Linked DNA regions of Gossypium hirsutum: region 1 is linked to region 2. The links are chromatin contacts, called in public Hi-C maps. All regions are on one chromosome and are shown on one strand. Each heading gives the region's core, a stretch centred on a gene start, on an enhancer-like site or on the middle of the called end of the contact. The rest is flanking DNA. Distances are from core to core; before and after follow the strand shown.

Region 1 (6,799 bases), core at 3,413-5,912, 37 kb before region 2:
CAAAGCTGTCATGTCCAAAGGAATGAGCCACTTTGTCCTTGTTGTCTACTCAAATGCTTTGGCTTCTCTCATTCTTCTTCCAGCAACTTTTTCCTTCACAAGATTCTAATCTATCTATCAATTAAATCCATGGATGAGTAATTAATGGTATTTATTTCTTTTTTGGGACTTCTTTATATGCAAGAAAAAGCACCCACCAATTACTTTAACTTTTTTGTGCAAAATTTTCTGCTTAAGCATTGTTGGGTATGTAATTAAATCTAAACAGAGTTCAATAATTCCTTTATTGGTGAAAAATTGGTAATAAAACTGGGCTTTTTTACAGGATCACTTTGATGCAAAACTGTGTAATCATTGATGTAAGATACAGCTCTCCAACCCTTGCTTCTGCTCTTGCCAACTTATTCCCAACTTTCACTTTCTTGCTTACTGTTATCTTCAGGTTCGTCTGCTGCTATGCCATTTGTTTTTGTAGTATAAGGCATAATCAGCTGTCTTTGATCTTTGCTGCTATGCCAATACTTTCTCCACGAATTCAACCGCATTTACACCCATCTCCTTCTACCATGTTAACAACATTTAACAATTGGCTCATAAGTGGCCTATATATCGCTACTGCCTGTTTGTCAATTTCAGCAAAAATCGTTAGTCAGGTAATTTAATATGCTATTTCATAATCCACAATGCTTTGGCTACTTCAAATTGATACTTTCCCTACTAAATTTGAAGGTTGCAGTTCTGAAAGGGTATCCATCAGAGATAACCCTGGTTTTATTCTATTGCCTCTTTGGGTCTATTCAATCTGTATTGGTTACTTTGATTTTAAAAGAGACCCAAACGCTTGGATGTTGAGTCTTGATATCGAGCTCATTTCTGTGGTCTACTCAGTAAGCAAACTGCAACTCCCCATGTTAACTTTGTCATTTTGGCAAATCGAAGCTTTGTAATTGAGACCAATTTTGTTTTAGGCTTTGGAAATGTGGTAACATTCAGCGTGCAAGCATGGTGCATATGGCGTAAAGGTCCGGTCTTTGTGGCCACACTTTTACTGCCTTCTTGGGGTTAATTTTCCTTGGGGATGATGGTGAAGAAGGAATAGGGGGGAAGAGAAGGAGAGGGCAATGGTTGGGAGGTCTACAAAAAAGTAAAGCGGTTTGTGATAAGGGAAGGATGGTGGGGAAAAGTGAGGGGGATGGGGATGGGAGAGGGATGGAAAATGGCATTTCTGTTAAGTGAATAACGGAAAAGGATAGCTCTGTTACAGACGTAACGGAAAACGGTTAGTGGTGACTGTTTTATTATTTTTTGAAAGTTGAGTGGCTGAATTGAAACCTGAATAACTATTTTGTCAGCTACACTATTGAGTGACTGTTGGTGTAATTTACCCTTAAATAAATTTAATAAAATACAAATATTTTATTTTAAATATTATTAAATACAAATATTTTAAATTTGTTTCAAAATAAAATATTTTATTAAATATTTAAATAAAATATCTTTAATAAATATTAAATTTATAATACAAATATTATTAAATTTAACATGTGTTTATAAATTTATTATTTAAATAGTTTTTTGTTTTTATTTTAATTTTTTAAATTTGTATTTTTTTGTCAAACTATCTTAAAATAGATGAAAAAGTTAATTTTTTAACTTTATTAATATGTCATACTCATGGATTGTCAAGTGGATGACACGGCATCATTTAATTAATTTTTAAATTTTAGAAAATTCAAATATATATAAATTATTTTTAAAATTAAAAAAATTAAAATTATTAAAAATATAAAAAAACCTTTTTTAATATTTTAAAGTTTTGAAAATTTAATTAAATATTGGTATGTCATTCTCGTGGCAATCCACATGTATGTCATGTCAGCAACGTTAACAAGCGTTAACTTTTCCATCTATTTTTGGATAATTTGACAAAAAATACAAGTTTAAGGGCTAAAAGTGATGGAAAATTAAATTTGAAAGCTAAATAACTTTTTTTTGGTAAAGTTGGAGGGCCAAAAAAATTAAAATGCCTTTTTTAAATTATCTTTACATCGAATGAAAGAACATTAAAATAAAAAAAACTTATTTAATATGGGTTTGTATTTGATACACTAGTATATTTTTTTATTCCGTAAGTAGACTTGAAAATTTGACACATATCTCTTTTTTAAAATATTTATTTTTTAATATTTTACTATAACACTTTTCAACCTCTTGAACCTGTTAGTGGAGTCTAAAAACTCCACTAGCAGTGTATCAAATAATTTCGCATTTAATATATGTAATTAATTAAAAGAAATTTTAGAATCAAAGTCAAGAGATAGATAAATGTTGAATAGGGATATAGTAAAATATTAAAATAAAATACATATATATAAATTAACTCAAAGTTGAGGATCAGGTTAATTTTACTTCAAATTGGCTGGGTTTGGCACGAACTGAAATTTTAAGAATAATATATATTTCGGCCGGGCTAATATGAATTTGTATAACAAATTCTGAAAATCCTTCTTTAATCACCGCCTTAACTTTTACCTTAACGAGGTGTCATTTGATTTTATTTTTTTTAAAGGAATACTAACTTGAATTCATGTTTGACTTTGGCTAAATAAAACAAAAATGGTGATTATTTTAGCGATGCTGGTTGAAGTTATTTTTATAAATTTCGAGGAAGTTGAACTGCAAGACCCAATCAAAAAAGTTAAAAAAAAATTGGGTTACTTAATACTTATCTCATATCATTTCATCTTGCACCACCGAATAGGGTGAATGAAGAAGTGAAATCTCGTTAGCATTTGTCGTTCATGGCACATATCAAATCTTATCTTGTCAGTTCCTCTTCATCCAATTGCAAATTTTCAAACTCAGCTTTGGTGGTCCCATGAATTAAACCAACCGTTGATTTTCTATCGCCTTCAATTACCAGTCGGACACACCCCTTCCTCCCAAGACGTTTTGAACCCATCAAGAATCACTTGAAGTTCTGTTTCTAAAACTGGACTGACACCTAAATTACGACTATACCCAAATATCCGCTCTCTTTCCCAACCTCTCACTAAGACACCCATAGTAGCATTACCCGATCTCACCCTAAACTTGATGATGCAATGTAAAATGAAAAACAGTATATTAGGCCGCCTAAACTGAACCCTTTGACAGCTCATATTTATGGTAAATAAATATACCTAAACCAAAAATGTTGAAATATTAATGAAGATGAAATAAATAAAAATAGAATTAATGCATTAGTTATCTTTTTATAAATTTTGATTTCCGCAATTTTAAAAGGGAAAAGAAGAGTTGGGTCTCAGCATGTTCTCGAGATTGGTGGGGTCAAGTTAATCCATTGGCGAAGCAATGTCATGATGCCTAACCTTTCTTTTTCCTTCAAATATTATTTTACAAATAAGATATTTATTAACATGCATTTTTATTATTAATTACTATATTATTTTATTATAATAAAATATAGATTATTTTGATGAAAAATATTAAAATCCAAGCAAATATCAAATAAAAATAACCCAAAAATGAAAGGGTGCCTGCAAGCAATTTTGATACATAGCTGACAAAGGGTGGTTTCCTTGAGCTCCAAGAATAAACCCTAAAATCTGATACCGTGGGTTGTCTGGTGGCAACATTTGAAAGAGACCCCAAAACTGCTCTTGCTTACTTTGGCATTTCTACTATTGCCTTGTATATAAAAAGCTTAGGAAAAGTTTATAAGTTATAAAAAAATTTATTTTAAGAATTTTAATAAATTCATATAAATATTGATAAATCTTTATAAATTTAAATTCTGATAAATCATTTAAAATTTTGGAAAAATATTTTTTTAGAGTCTTAAATTTTTTGATGAATCCTTATAAATAACAGTAAATTATTACAAATTTTGATAAATTGTTAAAAATATTGATAAAGTACTAGAAATAGTGATAAATTGTTAGATATTTTGATAATTGTTAAGACATGGTATAGACTTAGAAATTTTGATAAATAATTAAAATTATTAGTAAAGTCTTAGAAACTTTGGTTAATTGTTAGATATTTTGGTAAAATTATAAAAGTTTTGGTAATTCTTAAGAGTTTGTATAGGCTTAGAAATTTTGGCAAAATTATTGGTATAGCCTTAAATATTTGCAATCATTAGAAATTACAGTAAATTGTTAGATATTTAGGTAAAGCTATAAAAATTGTTGTAATTTATAAGACTTCTTGTATAGGCTTAGAAATTTTAGAAATATTGGTAAATTGTTAGAAATTCTGTTAAAATATAAGATATTTTGGTTAATCCTAAGAAAGTATGGTAAAGTTTTAAATATTTTGATAATATCTTAGAACTTGTAGTAGGTCGTTAGATATTTTGGTATAGTCATAAAAATTCTGTTAATTTGTTAAGACTTGGTATGTGCTTAGAAATTTTGAAAATATTAGTAAACTCTTAGATATTTTGAAAATATTAGTAAACTCCTAGATATTTTGGTAAAGTGTTAGAAATTTGTTTAAACAATTACAAATATTGGTGAAGTCTTAGAAATTTTGAAGACTTGGCATAGACAGAGAAATTTTAGAAATTTCGGTATAGGCTTAGAAATTTCGATATATGCCTAGAAATATTGGTAAATTGTTAGAAATTCTTGTAAATCATTAGATATTTTGGTAAATCCTAAGAAAATTTGGTAAAGCTTAGATATTTGAGTAAAGTCTAAGAAATTTTGGTAAATCGTTAAATATTTTGATAAAGTTATAAAAATTTTGGTAATTGGTAAGACTTAGCATAGGTTGAGGAATTTTGTAAACATAGGTAAAATCTTAAAGGTTTTGGTAAACAATAGAAATATTTGTAAAGTAAGGTAAAGTGTCAGAATTTTTGGTAAATAATTAAATATTTTGGTAAAGTCTTAAAAGTAATGGTAAATCGTTAGAAATTCAGGTAAAGTTTTATATAATTTGGTAAATCCTTAGAAATATTGGTAAAATCTTAGATAATTTGGTAATCCTTTAGATTTTTGGTAAAGTAATAGAAATTGTGGTAATCTATAAGACTTTTGGTATAAGCTTATAAATATTGATAAATTCATTAGAAATTCTGGTAAATCGTTAGATATCTTGGTAAAGTTTTAGATATTTTGGTAAATCATTGGATTATTTGGTAAAGTCATAGAAATTTTGGCAATTGTTAAGACTTGGTATAGGCTAAGGAATTTTGGAAATATTGCTAAATTCTGGTAAATGCTTAAAAATTTTGGTCACGGTTAAAACTTGGTATAGTTTGAGAAATTTTGGAAATATTGATAAAATCTTAGAAAACTTTGTAAATGCTTACAAATTTTGGTAAATTCTTTAAAATATTTTTAGATCGTTAGATATTTTGGTAACTTCTAAACCTTGGTATAGGCTTGGTAAAGTATCTAAGATATTGATATTATATTAGAAATTTGGTAAAGATATAAAAACTTTAGTAATTGTTAAAATTTTGTATAGGTTTTCAATACTTGATTTCATTATTCCTTTCCCTTAATAACTTTCTAGCCATATCGATGACTTTATTAATAGTTGTATGAAGAAAACACAAGTCTTCGTTCTTTTGAATTAGAATTCCATCTGTTACACTTTACTGACTTTACATAACAAAAATTATATTAATATGTATTATGTAATCCATATTTAGAAAGAAAGAAAAATTAGAATAAGAACTAAGATCAAAAGTACTAAGAATTAACATCCATAATTAAAGTACTAAAATTAACATCCATAATTTACAAAAGGAAACATGCCAAAAAGTGCACCATCCATAGAAACCCATCATCAGCCTTTACATTTGTAAACAACAATTCAAGTACTACCAAACCCAACATCTTCATCCTCCTCCTCATGTGCATCTGGTGGTGGATACTCCCTATTCAGTCTAGAAGGAGAAGGCAATAGAATTGGGTAACTAGTGGGATCCTTTCCCGAATCTTTCACCATTTGACAAAGAAAATTGTAAATTTTATTCTCATTTCTTATGCAATGAGCATTCCAAATTTCTATTTTGTTTGTTAGTTTTGCAATGCATCCATGTTAGACGAAAAATTCATCTGTCTTAAGGTAGTCGTTGAATAAGGGGTAGGTCGTTGAAATAAATAAGGTTTTGATGCGTTAATAGAGAAAACCTTATGACACTGATCTTCATGATTTTTTCAACCGTTGATTTTTTTTATATATAATAAGCCTTTTTTATTAATATTGTCATGATAACCTGAGATGATATTACAAATAACATGTGTTGAAAAATAATGTACTACAAAACAAATCTATTAGCATTGATTGGAAAATAAATAACGAATTATGAAACCATAAATTTACAGCGTCATGGTAAATCCACTGTCTTAGAAATGAATTCGCCCTAATCGGTGTTGTAACAGCCCGATTTAGGGCCAAGTAGGAATAGTGGTCTCAGGACCACAAATTCGGAGTCGAATAAATTATTTTATTATTATTTTGGAGTCATTGCATGTTTATATTAGAGTATAAAAAAATTGGTGAGTTAATTTTGACGTTCGTGAGCTCAATTGAGAAAAATGACTAAATCGCATAAAATGCAAAAGTCCTAAATTGATAGCTAAAAGTGCCAAATAGCTAGAGAACCTAAATTGGGGGTCTTTAAAGGGAAATTAGACCCTTTAGGGAGGCATGGCCGGCCGTAGGAGACAAAGGTGGTTAAATTTTCAAATTTTGGTAGGTTAGGTGGCTTATTTTGACTAAAATATGAGTAATTAAAGGAAAGATGATATCATCCCTTTTTCATCTTCTTTCTTCA
Region 2 (6,354 bases), core at 331-2,830:
ATATTTTTTTATTTTTAATATGCACAATTTATTACCTCCATCGGTTGTATATGTTAATAATGTTGTAGATTGAGTTGGTGCCATGTATATTTCATATGTTATTATTAATTAATTTTAAATCATACATTTCATTAAAAACAAATTTGTGGTTTCCACATCCACAAATGTGTGACAGAGTTTGTTATTAATAAAAATGTTAACTGAGTTGGTGTTATAAGTTAACTCAAGATTGATAACAACACCATGATGAATAATTGCACTCAATTAGTATTCTTAATATGATATGTTTATGAGTTTAAATTTCGTTCTAATAACACAATTTAATCTTCTTCTTTTTTTTATGTTTTTAATATTGTACATATTTTATGTGTTATTTTTAATTAATTTCAAATAGGTATATTTTATGATTTAAAACACATTTCAATATTGTGATTTCTAGCACATAAATACAAAATTTGAAAATATCCAAATTCTTAAATCACCTTCTTAAAGATGAAGAATGTGACATATAAACAAACCCATGTAAAAATTATCCCATATTTGCTAGTCAATCTCGAAATAATGCAAGAATAGAAGTCAAAAATGGCAAACGTCATTGGTAATGTCATATCTCATTAGGGTAATTTTTAATTGCGATATAAACTCCTTCAATTACTGACTAAATTTTCATCAAACATTTCCATGAACCAGAAAGGAGATTTTTCTTTGGCTTATCAAATCTTACTTGTTTTTAGAAAATGTGAAATTATTAGTTAAAGCAATATTGTCTCAAATTGTTGTAATCCTCATTAAATCCACATAAGCCAAATAACATTATTTTGATAAAACCCACGTTATCATTACTTCATAAATTTACTATCTCATTTTTGTATATAAATTTTTAATATTCTGTTTATATCTATTTATCAATTTCACTTTTGGGCCATAAAAGGGAGTCTTCCAGATTTTTTGGTGTTTGAAATTAAGATTTTTTTTTTAATAATTGTTAATATTTTCTATCATCTATAATTTTCTTTATAATTTGCACAACGTTTATTTTATATGTTCATTTTATTAAATTTTTATAAATTATTAATATTTTTTTGAATTTTTTTCTTTATTTTAGTTTTATAATATTTTATTTAGTAATTATTAATATTTTTTATAATTTTAAAAAAAAATTTATAATTCTACACTTATTATTTAGATTCAAATAAATTTGGATAACCATTTTTCTAGATTCATTTTGAATGTATATATTTTTATTTTATTTTTTAAAATTTTGACTAACCACGTTAGTATTCTTTCACGTGACGTCTTCTAGTGCTTACCGTTAACCTCATTAATGATCAAACCTGTCAACTGCTAAGGAAAATCCTAATTTAGTTTTGTTATTTTTTAAGGCAGAAATCTTTATATAAATCATTTTTCATGACGTAAATCGTAATTGAAATCATATCTTAATATTTTGGATGAGATAGATTTATGGCGGTAAGAAAAAGACAAGATCACCCTTCAAATGAGAAAAGCAGATTCCAGGCCTGTGAGGGCTAATTACATGTAACATGGTTTCATAATATATGAATATATAGTATTTTATTTTCCCACTTTAATAACAATGGTGAGACTTTCATTCTCTCAAGGCATCGCCTAATAATAGCATTCCCTACACGAAGCAAAGAGATGGAGATCAATGAAGAAGGTTTGTTCGAAGAATTATTAGGTGTGAGAGGAGAGAATTGGGACACAAATCCAACAGATATGAGTGGGATTTTCTCTAATGGCACCTGGAACTTTGATGATCACAAACCTTCATCTACCTTTCTTCCATTGCCATTTCACCAAGATTATACTTACAACTTCAATCCAATCTACTGTCCCTTTGTTGATGAATTCTCTTCACAAAGCAACACATTTGATACACCATCATTCCCACTCCAACAACAACATGATGACCAAGAATCCAGATTCCTTGTACATCAACTTCACAAGTTGGATGTTAAAGCTACTTGCAAAACCGAGCCTGTTCAATCACCTCACCCCGACAATCCAGCTAAAAAGTTGGAAAGGCAGCCTTCAAAGAATCTGATGGCTGAAAGAAGGAGACGAAAAAGGCTAAACGATCGTCTTTTGATGTTAAGATCCATTGTGCCTAAGATAAGCAAGGTAATTTACTGCAAAAATTCAGATTTCAAGCCTCTTATTACTGGTTTTATTTCCCATTTTTTGTCTCTTCAACAGATGGACCGTACATCCATACTTGGGGATACCATAGATTATACCAAAGAGCTCTTGGAGAGGATCAAAAGTTTGCAGCAAGAAGTTGAAGCAGGTTCAAACATGGATCACATTTTCAAGGGTGAAAAACCAAATGAAATGATAGTGAGAAATACACCCAAGGTAATATTTTTAAAATTCTTATCAAACCTATGATTAAGATTGTTTTTGAAAAGTGCTATGAAGAAAAGCTTTTGAAAAATTTGATATTGTTTATCATTGTTATCAAAAAGTGTATTTGGTTTGAAATGTGATTTTCGAAACGTGTTTCGTTGCAGTTTGAGGTTGAAAGAAGAAATGGGGATACAAGGATAGAGATTTGTTGCAGAGGGGATCCAGGATTGTTGTTATCAACCGTATCAACAATGGAAGCATCGGGGCTTGAGATTCAACAATGTGTCATTAGTTGTTTCAATGATTTTGCAATGCATGCTTCTTGCTCTGAGGTAACAAAATTGTTTGGGTTTTTGGTTTTAATTTCGTTTTTAATCATTACAAATATATTTTGATATTTATTTCAGGATCTGGAACAGACAACATTAATGAAGTGTGAAGATATAAAGAAGGCATTATTTAGAAATGCTGGCTATGGTGGAAGATGTGTTTAGGAACAATACTAAACAACTTTCTGCTGAATTTCTCATTTTCTTCCATAAAATCATTCAGTGAAGTTGCCTTCAGAAAATCCATTTAAGGGCCTTGAAAGACATTACCATTTGTAATCATTTCAGCAAGAAATAGCATGTTTGCTCTTTTTTTTTCTTTTTTTGAGGTATTCGTGTTAAATATCTTTTTAGATACACATAATTATATGAAAAACATCTGAATTTAATATTCATATTTTAATTATTTTTTTCTATTATTTTTTGCTCCCTCTATTAAAACAAATGAGTAAATTAATCCATATATATTAAATTAAAAAGCAATAAAAATTGATCCTACATATTAAAATGGGTTACATAAGGTACTACCTCCACATATAACTGTTTAGTTATTCTCTTAGCCGCGTCAATTGTAAAAAGAGATAGAATTTTTAAGAGAAAGGATCTCATTTTTTTTTAAATAAAGAAAATAAATGTATTTTAACTATTAATAAAATGTTTATTTTTATTTTTATTTTATCCATTCTCTATTATTCGGGTTACCTTTTTGGCTTTTTATCTCACTGGTTCCATTTGCAAGCTATGGACAAATGAAGGAATCTTAGGGGTTTGTTTTTTTCCCAATCAAAAGATCTAAAGCATGGAACAAAAGGTAACCACACCATTGTTGACAAAGCAGGAACAAAAATATAGAAAGTTGGTATTACTCTTCAAACATATTGAAAAACAAAATTGAACATGTATCCCTATTTTTTGTTCACAAATTGGAGAGAAAAGATCCAAAAATGGAGAAGATTGAGGTGAATGTGAGCAGATTTTTTGGGATCCTGCAACCAATTCTGTCTGAAGCCAACAAAAATGCTATGAAAACTATATAAAAGAGATGTAATTATTAAAGGGTTAAAATTTACTGTTGTTTTTACCACCAAATGGTTGAATAAATCAGGTTGTCTTCTCTGACTACTGGTGAAAACCCTTTTGATATGACACCAAATGATGACTAATCTAATGGAAAAGCAAGAGGAAGGAAGGTGCTGAGATATTTCCCAGGCACTCCAATTCCAGTTTATCAAAGCTTAAAATTATTTGTATCCAACATGACAAAGAAGCTCATGAAGTAAATAAACAAGGTCAAAAATAGGCATGGATTCCATAAAGAACTTCGTATTTGAATGAATAACTGAATTTACTTTCACAAACAAATTTTAAAAAAAACGCAATAAATACATTTGTAGAAAATTCCAGCACTATAAAATAAGTAGTAAATTAATTACAATGATTAATATTGTTCCCCTTGATATCAATAAAATTCTACTGATGAACCCATACAGGGTTCAAGCTTACCTCATGCTGCAATCTATATAGCCGAAAGACCTCTAAAAAACCATTGTAGAAATGGTGAAGCCAAATCAGAGTCAAGCAATGGTGTTTTACACCAATAAATGAATTGAAAGATGCCCCCACAAGGACCTCAAATTGATTAGCTACTACGTTACAACTGACCACTTATTCGATTGCAAGGAAGTGTAGTTGATTGTAGGGTGAGAGATTCTGCATTCAATTCCTACTTTTGGCTTTGTTCTACCTTGGCTCTAATTTTTTGTTCAACAAGTGACAAATCTGACTCCAGCCCAAACATTCTGTTAAGCGCATTCATGTTCTCAAGGGCCTCGTTAAGGGTTCGACTATCATTACCATCACATCTCAGGTGCTGCATTGGACCGTGGAGAAGTTTATTGACGATACCACGGCTGAGATCGTCGACTGCCTTCCTTGTTTTCTTTGGGATATCTTCACCCATCTTTGATAAGCATTTCTCTAACTCTGCAAGTCTAATTCTATCGGCATATGCTCTCAACTTCTTTATTGTAGGAACAGTTTCCAGTGAATCCCTCCATGCTTCAAACTGTTTCAATTCCTCAGTAATAATGGCCTGAGCTTCCATTGCTTTTCGAAGCCGGTCCTCTTTATTAGCAGCTACAACCTCTTTCAGGTCATCAACATTGTATACTTGTGCACCTTCAACATCTGTGACACAGGATCCCACGTTTCGTGGAACAGAGATATCGATGAAGAGCCTCAGACCACCGACTTCAGAACTAACTGGGGGAAGATCCTTCACATGCTCTTTTGAAAACAGAGGCGTTTCAGATGCTGTACTAGTGAAGATCACATCAGCTTCGGCTGAACAAGCAAGCATGTCCGTAAAGGGTCTGTAAATAATCTCAACACCTTTCATCTCTTCACGAATTGCTGCAACTTTCTCTTCACTTCGGTTAACGACAACCATTTTGGTGCAACCTTTTGCCACCAAGTGTTTGATCACAAGCTTTCCCATCTTTCCAGCTCCAACAACCAACATTCGAGCAGTAGTGTGTGATGATTCAGGAAGCTTCATGAAAGCCAGTTCAACAGCAGCGGAGCTCACAGAAACAGCTCCTGCAGCAATATCAGTCTCGGTTCTAACACGCTTCCCCACAGTAATTGCATGCTTGAACAACCCACTAATGTTCCTTCCGAAGCCAAGAACACCTTCTCCAGCCTTGACAACTTGTCTAACTTGTGCAAGAATTTGACCCTCTCCAAGAACAAGAGAATCAAGACCAGCCGATACTTCAAAGAGGTGCTGGGTAGCATCCTTGTTGTACAACAAAAATCGATGCTCACAAATCTCTGAGACTGGGATGCCACTAGTCTGCAAACCAAATGGTAATTAGCTAAAACTTCTGCCTTGAAATTTTCACATAAAATTGATTAATGAAACTAACTTAGGTAAATACGACAAAACAACAAAGGCCAACGAGTAATGTACCTTTGACATCCATTCCGTAACTTCTTTGACTCCACGATGTTGGGAAAGAGCCACAACATATATTTCCATCCTGTTGCAGGTGCTAAGAACAGCAGCCTCTTCTATATGATTCAAACCACATAACACTCCGATGGCTCGTGGCATTTCTGCTTCTGGGATGGCGAGTTTCTCACGCATCTCCACGGGTGCAGTGTGAACACTGAGCCCTATGACAACAATGCTGCTCCTTTCCTTGGTATATCCTGGCATGGACCAAACGCAAGATTTTCGGTAAAATAGTCATAAAAAGAAAATTACCCAATGGCATGTATGCTTTTGCAAAAAGGATTATCCATCGTAATTTTGACTAAAATTCATAGAACGCCTTAAATATTTTGAATTCTATACATAAGATGGACATCATATGTAACTGTTGGTTGCTTAAAATCTAGTAGTTCTCAGACATTAAAGGCATAAAATGATGCCAATTAGCCATGTTCATGGAGACACTTTCCTTCCTAATCTTCAAAACCAAAACTAATGGAACTAGCATGCAATTCAAATGTACATATTAAGTAAGGATTAGGCTCTACATTCAAGGCATAGTTGACTCTTTTTTTTCCTCCGTAAAACCATATAAATACACCAAATACAAGAATCTAATGATTTATTTTGGAGGCGTTTCTTAATCTCAATTAACTAGAC

The links. A called contact is a pair of places that touch in the nucleus more often than the background predicts.
Region 1: a Hi-C map of leaf shows a contact between it and region 2, with 2.1 times the contacts expected there. The contact joins the enhancer-like site here to the promoter of LOC107917515 in region 2. A contact is called at or near these places in 6 of 34 Hi-C or Micro-C datasets (callus, fibers, leaf and 1 more).

The regions. Positions count from the first base shown.
Region 1 is chrA01:33,670,939-33,677,737 of Gossypium_hirsutum_v2.1, reverse strand. LOC107917355 (a long non-coding RNA gene) reads left to right here. Exons shown (of 5, transcript XR_005920575.1): 1 at 1-147; 2 at 326-359; 3 at 443-653; 4 at 730-887; 5 at 969-1,431. Among protein-coding and RNA genes, the nearest start is that of LOC107917355, 3.5 kb to the left of the region's middle. Within about 2 kb of position 4,662, at least 3 of the 9 cell types and tissues checked have an H3K27ac peak or open chromatin away from gene starts, as enhancers often do. A contact at or near this core is called in fibers and leaf, where this site is marked.
Region 2 is chrA01:33,631,801-33,638,154 of Gossypium_hirsutum_v2.1, reverse strand. LOC107917515 (transcription factor bHLH93) reads left to right here and starts at 1,580. Exons shown (of 4, transcript XM_016846855.2): 1 at 1,580-2,145; 2 at 2,221-2,379; 3 at 2,535-2,702; 4 at 2,778-3,094. The coding sequence starts at 1,663. The coding sequence ends at 2,864. LOC107917935 (glutamyl-tRNA reductase 1, chloroplastic) reads right to left here. Exons shown (of 3, transcript XM_016847357.2): 2 at 5,671-5,912; 3 at 4,083-5,553. The coding sequence ends at 4,423.